Regions from separate parts of the Rattus norvegicus genome. Here region 2 is linked to region 1. The links are chromatin contacts, called in public Hi-C maps. All regions are on one chromosome and are shown on one strand. Each heading gives the region's core, a stretch centred on a gene start, on an enhancer-like site or on the middle of the called end of the contact. The rest is flanking DNA. Distances are from core to core; before and after follow the strand shown. Region 1 has its middle 140 kb from the start of Zfand5. Region 2 holds the start of Zfand5 (zinc finger AN1-type containing 5).

The links. A called contact is a pair of places that touch in the nucleus more often than the background predicts.
Region 2: a contact with region 1 is called in a Hi-C map of psoas muscle, with 2.2 times the contacts expected there. The contact joins the promoter of Zfand5 here to the enhancer-like site in region 1. A contact is called at or near these places in 1 of 12 Hi-C or Micro-C datasets (psoas muscle) and 1 of 1 datasets of contacts at active chromatin or transcription factors (oligodendrocytes).

Annotation. Positions count from the first base shown.
Region 1 is chr1:228,055,248-228,060,248 of GRCr8, reverse strand. No RefSeq gene overlaps it. Among named protein-coding and RNA genes, the nearest start is that of Zfand5, 140 kb to the left of the region's middle. Within about 2 kb of position 2,263, at least 13 of the 93 cell types and tissues checked have an H3K27ac peak or open chromatin away from gene starts, as enhancers often do.
Region 2 is chr1:228,191,070-228,195,567 of GRCr8, reverse strand. It overlaps Zfand5 (zinc finger AN1-type containing 5), which reads right to left and starts at 2,803. Exons shown (of 6, transcript NM_001401398.2): 1 at 2,349-2,803.

The sequences.
Region 1 (5,001 bases), core at 1,014-3,513:
TTCTTTTTTCTTTTTTCTTTTTTTTTATTAATTTGAGTATTTCTTATATACATTTCAAGTGTTATTCCCTTTCCCAGTTTCTGGACAAACATCCCCCTCCCCCCTCCCCTTCCTTATGGGTGTTCCCCTCCCAACCCTCCCCCCATTGCCGCCCTCCCCCCATAGTCTAGTTCACTGGGGGTTCAGTCTTAGCAGGACCCATAGACATCATATTTTAGTAAATGGACGAAGCTCTTATTTTAAAAATTCATACTAAGTACAGTGAGTTTGTTTTTCCTTCCATTCCATTTCTTTGCTGGGGCATAGTATCACTTGTAGCCCAGGCTGGCCCAGAAATCACTACGTAGCCAGCCCAGTCTAGGCTTAAACTTTTGGTGATTCTTTTGGTACATTCTGTGAATCACCATACCCATCATTCATTACAGTGTAGGCTATTGAGATCATTATAGCACAAAAGATATAAAATTCATAAAGGGACAAAGTCAAGACTTCTACAATTTGTTTCCAAGGGTGATGGAAATTTGACAAATTCCATTTCCAGATCTCTTACTGTGAAGAGTGAGGAGAGTCCAGTGACCAATCTGTTTGCAGAACATATGTGTGTCTGCATGCACAGAGATAAAACTGTAGACCAGTGATCCCGATTTGCTGTTTATTTTCATAGCCATGAATTCATTTCCGAGCATGGTGTTTTACAAAAGTTACCTTGCTGCAAACATTTATATGGTGGCAAATGACATTTCCCTGCGGGGACTTTTGTAATCTTTTAAAAATGAGAAAATGTTAGCACTGGGCTTATAAATCTCAGTGTGAAAAGTGACTAGAGTTAAGGAGAGAGAGAGAGAGAGAAAGAGAGAGAGAGAGAGAGAGAGAGAGAGAGAGAGAGAGAGAGAGAGAGAAGACGTGAGTGGGTCAGACTTTCCCACTGCCACTGCCTTGGTCTTCCTGCACACCACTGACCCGGTCCCTGTAGAAAATGAAGTTTGAAGAAACTTCTCGTTGAGGAGCTTTGAATGTAGTTATTTATGGTTCGTGGATGGTGGTTTACAGTAAAGAGGTATTGGATGTGTCTTGGGCAGGCTTCACATGCTGGTGTATGGAAGATTTAAGGGTCCTAGCTGTCTATATCTTTGAAACTAGTGGGGTTGAAGAGTCACACTGGAAAAGGCAGGAATTCTGTGGTCCCTGAGAGTGCTGAAGACCGCAGCAGGAATTTCATAAACACAGGAGGGAGTCTGTAAGATTTCTATCACCGTGAAAAGCAGCTTGAAATCTTCTATTTTTGACTTTCATTTGTGCTGTTTGCTCCTTTTACTGCTGTTCATTAGTACTCTGGTTCTCTTGGTTTTATTACAATTTAGGGAAAGTGCCAAACATGGGCATAACAAGGCCATAGACATTAATTCACGTTTTTCATTCATTTTACATAAAGTTTGCTGCTTAGACTCAGAGCACAGCCTTCCGTCCCCTTCCTATCCTTTCCTCTGAGGACAAAGTTTGTGAATATAAATATCCTCAGATTGCATTTGTTTACTATCACAAGGAAATGTGCATACCTAAAAGTGCATGTCAGCCACGGCCTTAGTACTGGGTACTTAGCTTGGCTTGCATGGGGGAAAAACAAAAACCTAAGGGATTGTGTAGCAATAACCCTGGCCTTGACTGACAAACCAGTAGGTTGTTTCTGTTCAGGTATGGGTATTTGGTTTTCAATTACTTCAGTTATTACAATGCCTGGATTAATTAATCAAGCAATTTTGTGGGCTGCAAGACATCCTTTTTAAGATGCCAAGGCTATCCATTCCTGTTCCTCAATTGCCACAGAGCTGTGAGACAAGCTTGTTTCAGAAAGTTGAGCTCTCCAGGTTCTTCTTGCCTTACTGACAGTCTGAAAAAAAAATGGGACTTCAGACCTGTAAACGGTCTCACCACTTCAAAGAGGTATAATCCTGTCTTTGATCCTCTCCTCCAGCCCCTTCGGAGGATGTGTGTGAGAGAGTAAGGGACTGGGAGAAGTGAGCATTTGGGAAGGTCAGCCAGAACAGGAATGCTTGTCTCTAATTAAATTCTCAGCTTTCCTGAGCTCTCTGTCCACCTCTGGCTTCTAAGTTTCGGGTATAGGGAAGGCAGATGTGAGTGACTCAAGGCTTAAGGCAGCCAGTTCCACGAGCTGACACTGTTTTTCTGACTCTGCCTAAGCCATGTCTGATCTTGGGTCATGACCTCAAACAGGAAGTGCCTCTAAGTTCCCTCCAAACATGGTATGTGAATGAGGGGGTGGAGTTTAGCACACACAAGCCCAGCTGCCAGCCTTTCATGTTTACAAGGGATCAAGAATTGGTCAATTAAGGTCAAGAATATATCCTTTCTTCTCCCTGCAAGAGTGCGGCCGGGATTGTGTTACAGACTAGGAGAAATACGGACTTTACTCCAGGGTTGTAGTTTTTCTTCAATGTACCTGAATGTAGTCTGTAACTGTTTTGAGCTTCATAAAACTTTGTCAACAAAGTGGCTTAAATTCAGCTCTGTCCACTGCCTAATGAGTTTTCTAGAGGGAAATTTAAAGCCAAATCGTTAAACACTCTGCTTCTAAAATATAATTAATATTTGAGAATAAATTGGTGTTTGAACAAAGTAGTAGGAAACCAGGGTTGAAGGATTTTTAAGAGGGCTCATCCAGCTTTCCTCCTGAGGACAGCGTGAATCACCAGCTCACTCGGAGTCCTTTCTGACCTGATTAATTTTTTGTCCTTCTCAGGTTTTGCTGCTTCAGGAAACCTACATGTTTGGCCAGTAGAGACTTACCATAGCTCCTTGCAAGGGATGGTTTCCCTGGTTGTCTGTGGTCACAGTATCTGGTATAAAAGTCACCTCACATTGTAAACAAAAAACAAAAAACAAAAACAAACAAAACAAAACAAAACAAAACCTCTGTTCCGCTCTCTGGGTAAGCTTCACAGCAGGGCTGTTCTGTTATCTCCCACCTGGCATCCTCAGCTTAGCTCTGTGCTCATCTAGGAATGCCAGTAATGCTTCTCTAGTGAGGAGATTTGGGGCGCGAAGGGAGATGCTTTCTGTTCATCTTTCTTTCCATTAATTTAAGCAAGTGTTGATCCCCGTAAATTATTTATGTGAGCGCTGGAAGCTGCCTCCCCAGGTGCAAAACAATCTTTTACAGGCTTGCTACTGCGCTGCTGAGTGGGGGAGGAGTCAATACCTTTTAGGAGTTAGGAAGTTTTAGAAACAGGAGTCTTCAGTTTATGTGTGGAAATGAGCTCTTGGTGAAATACACTGGAAACAAGAAAACGAAACCTGGTTTCATCAATGGTATAAATCAAATTGAAAAGAACAAAATGAACTGGTGATAAGACTATAGATTTCATATGGACCCTTAAGGTTGAGAAGGGCTCCAATTTATGAGGGAACAGCCGGCCCATTCTTCATTTCATTTCTAACCTCGTCTGTTTGCCACAGCTTTTCTGAGAGGGGCAGAGGAAGTTAAAGAAGGCAAAGAGGATAGACAAAGATGCATTTGGCTGTGGTATCTATAGGAGAAGCCTAGTTTCCAGAGACAGGCATGTATGTCATATACATAGCAATACATATGTTTCCTGTGTTGATACATTGAGTGCTCACATCAAACTTCTAAGAACAGGATCATCATTTATCTCATTCTGTAGTGAAGAAAACTGAGGAAGCCTGAGGTCAAGCAACACTTGGAAAGTCACAGAACTTGCTAGAATGAATAACTCGGATCGGCCCCCAGGTGATGTTGTTGGCTGTAGTTGGTTCCTTGCACACACTGACTTCAGAAAGATGGAGTTCTGTGTTTCACAGTCTAATAGGAAGTTCCCATGCATCACACCAGCCTAGAATGCTTCTTAAGACGAAGTTTCCAGCTAGTGTTTGAACATCTCCAGGACCGTGGCCTGAGAATTCATGTTCAGCAACTTTGCTGCATTGAGGTTGACGAAGAACTGCTGATCTATAAAGTGGGGAAGAAAAATGGACAGAAATGCCTTTTTTTTTCCAGAGCAACTATTTTCTCACTCACTAGAATGCTCGAACAGAGAAGACATGGGTTCCAGTTCAGAGTACTAATGTGGAAAGCAATCCTCCATGTTTCAAGTGTTTCCCATGCTTGAAGCCCCATTAGCAACAACGATGACTGCTTGCTTTAATCTCACCTCTCATCTTATTGCTAGGATGAATACCTCCCAGAATACCCTCATATTCTGAAATAACCTTGAGGCCAAGGACCAGAGCTCTCTGACCCACTGCAGGCTCGGTTTGTGAATATCAGATCCTTACTTCTAGAACAAGACCCCAAGGAAAGATGGGCAGAAGGAAGGAGAAATGGAGAAAACAAACTGGGGACCCTATTCTTAGGCAGAAGCCTCCTTAAGAAGAAGTTTGTTTTAACAGAAAGAAGGAAAATAGGAAGATAAGAGTTTCCCTAAATAGTAGGAATGAAGGCATGGAGGATGCATGACCTTAACAAAAAGGACTCAGAGAAGGGAGCTTTGAAGAAGTTGGGTCAGTTTGGGGCAGGTTGACTAGATTACTCTAGGGACCACAAGTGTTTATTTAACTCTCAGTTGGGTTTATCCCTACGGCCACTGACATACTTAATCCCATGTGCCCTTTAAATAATGCTTCAGTATGTGAGGTAGCTATAGTCTCCTTTCTGCTGCCTCTTATGACTCAATACCCGTCCCACTACAGGTCACTGTCCTCATCTCCCTTCTTTCCTTATGATGGAGTTTAGATCCTTGATGTCTAAGTTAACTACCAGCTCAAGGGTTGATTCATTGAAACCTTAGCACGAGGGTCTTGGTCACAGGAAATTGCCCCTCGCTCTTTATCCTCAATCCCCCTCTTCAGGCATAGTGATTTAAACCAGAGGCTTTTGTCTATTGTAGAATCCAGCTGCTTCGTCAGCAGGCCAACGAGCTAGGTGGCATCCTGGCATTACCATGCAGGCTTGCCTGGACTTGGACC
Region 2 (4,498 bases), core at 1,554-4,053, 130 kb before region 1:
GGGTCTTGAACAGTTGAAGAACAGCAATCTTCCCTTTTTTTTAAAAAAAAGCACAAGAGCATCTTATTTTGAGCAAATCAAGAGTACATAGTGATTAAAAGCCACAGTTTAGAACAATAGTAGTAATTTAGTTGACACTGTCTCTTTAAATAGTGAGTGGAATTTAGCTGACTCATTTTAGAGCAGGGCAGTGTAAATATTTCAAGATTACTTGTGCAGTAAACACTTTTAGCTGAGGTTTTAAAATGTTGAGTGTAACATAAGCACAGGAAAACGACTGAAATAATAAATTTATATATCTTCATTTTCGCCATGCAATGTATTGACCTTTACCCTATGCAAAAAGTTGGGCCCTTTTCAGCCTGCTTAAAGAACTATGCTAATCTCATTTACCACACAAACTTCCAGAGACACTTGACATCCTTTTAAAGTCTAATGAGGGAAATTCTAAGGTCAACAGATCAGATCTACTCTTAGTTAATAAGAAAGCACTTTTCTTATGTTAATGAAGAATATCCCACCCAAAGCCTTCCTAAGAAAACACAACTCAAACCTTAACAGGTTCACAGAAAGACCAAGAATCAAGACTTTTTTTTATCGACTTCTTCCTTCTAGTAAGTCAGATTTTAAATGCCATCACATGTGCACAGCTTGCTTTAATATTTCTCTGAAGCTTAGATCACATGGGAGGGCGCTTCAGCCTGTCACAAGGCTGCAATGTGACAAGCTGAGCTGGATGGAGGCTCTCTCATAAAGCCTAGTCAACAGGGGCCTCTGAAATCAGCTTCTATTTATATCTCAGAGCCTGCCAACTCCTACACAACCCCAAGAACTAACCATGCAGCATTCATATATGTCACATAACAAAACAAAATGCAATTAAGGCCTCCAGGTTTTCCTAATGCAGGATCAGAGAACAGTCTCACCTTCAATCCACAATACCCAAGCGGAATAAATCATAAAGTAAAATGTGGTTATTAAAAGTGGAAGGAGGGAGAGTGTAGGCACAGTGGAGAAAGCACAGGGTCTCACAAACACTCCTTACATTTCATGACAACTATAGGGTGTTTGTTAAGTTTAGATATACTGTATTTCCCTTATATTCGGGGGTGGGGGGACGGGGACAAGTTGTTAGAAACTTAGTATCCATCCATAAACCCTTTAGGCACAGCTAGAATGTTTGTTTTCTTTACGTAAAGTTCACGGTTTTTCTTAGCTCATAGCTTAAAACAAACATTACTAGACTAAAAAAGACAACTTCCCAACTCAAAATCTGAAATGAATGAGTTTTTCTTTTAAAGTATTTCATAGCTGTTTCAGATGCACATGACGGTTAAAAATGTGGTTAAAAATCACTTCCTAACCTCGAGGTCAGACCCGAATTCTAAGCTCTAATGTGCCCCACTAAGCCTGACCTTGGGCAAGTCCTTAGTCTCCAGGTCTCTGTCACCTCTGCCGAATAGTTTTTTTTTTTTTTTCTTTAAAAGCTCCTTTCCATACTTAATAGCAGTCCCAGGTAACAAAAAAAAAAAAAAAAAAAAAACAAAAAAAATTGGGACAACTAAAAGAAATCCCTCATTTGGGACGGGGCACTTTAAAAACAAACTTAAAAGGTAAAAGTGAAAAGATTTTCAGCAGTTGAGGGATGAAAATCTCAACTTCAAAAAAATAAAAATGAGAAGATAAAATTCATTTTCATCTTACTATTCCCTTGATTACTAAACATCTATTTTAAGAATGGAGGCTTTGACCTATATATTATTTTCTTCTAATTATCTCAGGTAATATTCTTAGGCAGCTTCAATCGACAGATAACTTCTACCTTCTTTCAAAATACAACTACACCGAGTGCATGGAAAGCAAGCAAAATGTCAAGTTCACAAATGTTCACGTAGGAAACAAAGGGAGAGGCGCTCGACTTGCTTCCACGGAAAGGATTTTGAGGGAGAAGCTTAACCGCCTTGGAAAAGCTAAATATCCCTCCGGGAGAAGAGCCGTAAGTCCCGGTTCCAGCGATTTCGACCGAGTTCGGGATCCAGAGGTCCCCCATCCCCCTCGCAGCGCAGGCCGCGCTCCGGGAAGCCGGGTAGGGCCTGCTCCAAAAACCACTGAGTCATGCACTCGGCAGTCCCTCGCCGGAACAACTCGGCTGTGCAGGGAGCCGGGCGCGGCAGCAGCCGCCTCAGCCATTGTCTGGTCGGCCAGCCGGCCGGCCGGCCGACTCGCGCCTTGCGCCGCAGCACGCCGGGCATTGTCCCGGCCGGCCGGCTGGCCGAGTCGGGCCGGTCTTTGTGCTCGCTGATCGGGCGTGCTCCCGCCCCCGCGCCGTCCCGGCTCGCGCCACTTACCCTGCGGGGCCCGGATGCACTAGCGAGCTGGCGCGCGACGCCGGGCGGTGGGCCGGGCTGAGGCCTCCGGGAAGGGCTGGCTAGCGGCCGCCGCGGGCCCGGGTGGATCGGACCGCAGATGGAGCTGCGCCGGCGCCGCGGGGGCCTCCTTTGTTCGTGCAGAAGCACCGAGGCGGCCGAGCCCCGCCGCAGCTCGGGTGGGAGGGCGGCGGGGGAGGAGAAGAACCGCAGGCCGCGGGCTACCGTCGCTCCAGGTGCTCGACCGCCGGCGCCTCACGCCTCCACAGCAACGTCCCGGCCGAGCGAGGAGGCGCGCGAAGGGGCCTGAGCGCCGACAGGGCCCGAGGACGGCGCTCTTCGGGCTTCCGCGTTCGCCAGGGAAGCTGCGCGACTTCGGGCGGCGAGCGGACGACTGACGACGAGATGCACACAGCTCCACGATCCGGACGACTGACGCTCTAGCTCTGACCAGCGTTCGGGATCTGAGGGAAAGGGCGGCGGAGGCGGGGCCTGTGCGTCAGCGAAAACCCGGTCGGCACGCCTGCAGCGCGATGACGTCGCGGGGCAAGGCCCCGCCCCTGGCCTGCAGGCACCAGCTGGGGGCGGGGCCGCGCTTGGGGGCGGGGCGAGCCCGGAGGCTGCGGTCACCGTAGCCTAGTCACCCTCCGGCCCGCCGGGGCCTGGGTGGAGCTGCTGCGGCGGGTCCAAGGAGGCAGCGCTTCTATTTTTAACCCTATTGTCCGCCCTCAGCCTCCCCCGCCAACCCAGTTCTCACGCTTCGTCCCCAGCTCCGCTGGGGTCCCCTCCCCGCGGGACGGGAAGGTGCGGCCCGGAGGAGGCTGGCAGGGTTCCGGGTGTCGCCGCAGCTCCGCCTGCCGCCGCCCAAGGTCGCGCTGCGCTGCTGGCTCTGAGCTAGGACCGCCCACCAGCCCTAGCTCCAGCCCCGCGCCGCCGTTCTGAACTGTTAGGCCAACCTATAGAAACCCTTGGAAATTTACTATTCCAGTGAAGCTGGAGAACCGGGACAATCCTGATGTGATGGAGCCTGGGGACAAACAAGCCGGACCCCAGGCAAGGGCAAGGTGCTGGGTACCTGCCCAGAGCACGAACAGAAGAAGCTCCCTGCTGGCCTCCCCGCGGGTTCTGGGCACAAAATGTCTCTGCCGACCTTAATACATAAGGGCTACCTTAGCGGCAATTATGCACTTAGGTTCCTTCACTTCCGGTATTTATTTAAGAACCCTAGGCCCTTCTCCTAGGTACCTTAGAGTTGACCTTGACTGGGCCACAGGAACCTTATGTCTAGATTTTGTATTTGTGATATTGTGGGGGTAGTGTGGGGGAGGGGTGCTGCCCTGATGCTCCAAATCTAACAGCTTTCTGCACAGCAAGTGGGTTACCTGGTACATAATGTATTTTTAAAACCTATTTCGGGATTACATTGCTATGACCAAGTAATGTATTTGAAACTTAGTTCGAGTCATTGGTCCTAGGATCTTTGGGATTTATTTCTGTAAACTAGTAAATAATAAAAATAACTGCTACAATTTACCAACCATTTTCAGTGTCATCTATTTTTCATTTAGGGTCCCCTTATTTTCCACAGCAGTTTACTGAGAAAAATGTCCTGTCCATTTGTCGGGGTGAGGTAGTCGTGATGAAGGATGCTCTTGCCTGGAGCACTAGAGGCTAATGGAAACCATACTTATGAGGATAAAAATAACTTTAGAGAATTAAAAAAAGAACATAACTTATTGTCTGTCTCTCCTTATTCTTCCATTTGAAAACTGAGTTTTATATTTTATCTTGTTCAACGTAAACAACAAAGTCATTTTAAAGTCAGGCTGTTGATGCTAACATACACATCTGCCAAAAGCCTGATCAGTAATGGATCAGGTTAGACTTCATTCCTGCAAAAGCAAGAGTCTTCTATTTGATTTACATTGAGACATTTTGGATTAAGGATTGCTTTAATGCTAAAAAACCAAAACTTGTTAATATTGTAACTTAAAATTGACAAGTAATATCAAACTGAGTAATTTAAAATCAGTATATTGTCTACATGTATTTTTGCATTTGTGGTGTTCACATGGTAATATTGACACATAAATGAAGAGTCAGATAAAATTGTGTGCAGTGTAACTTGAGTT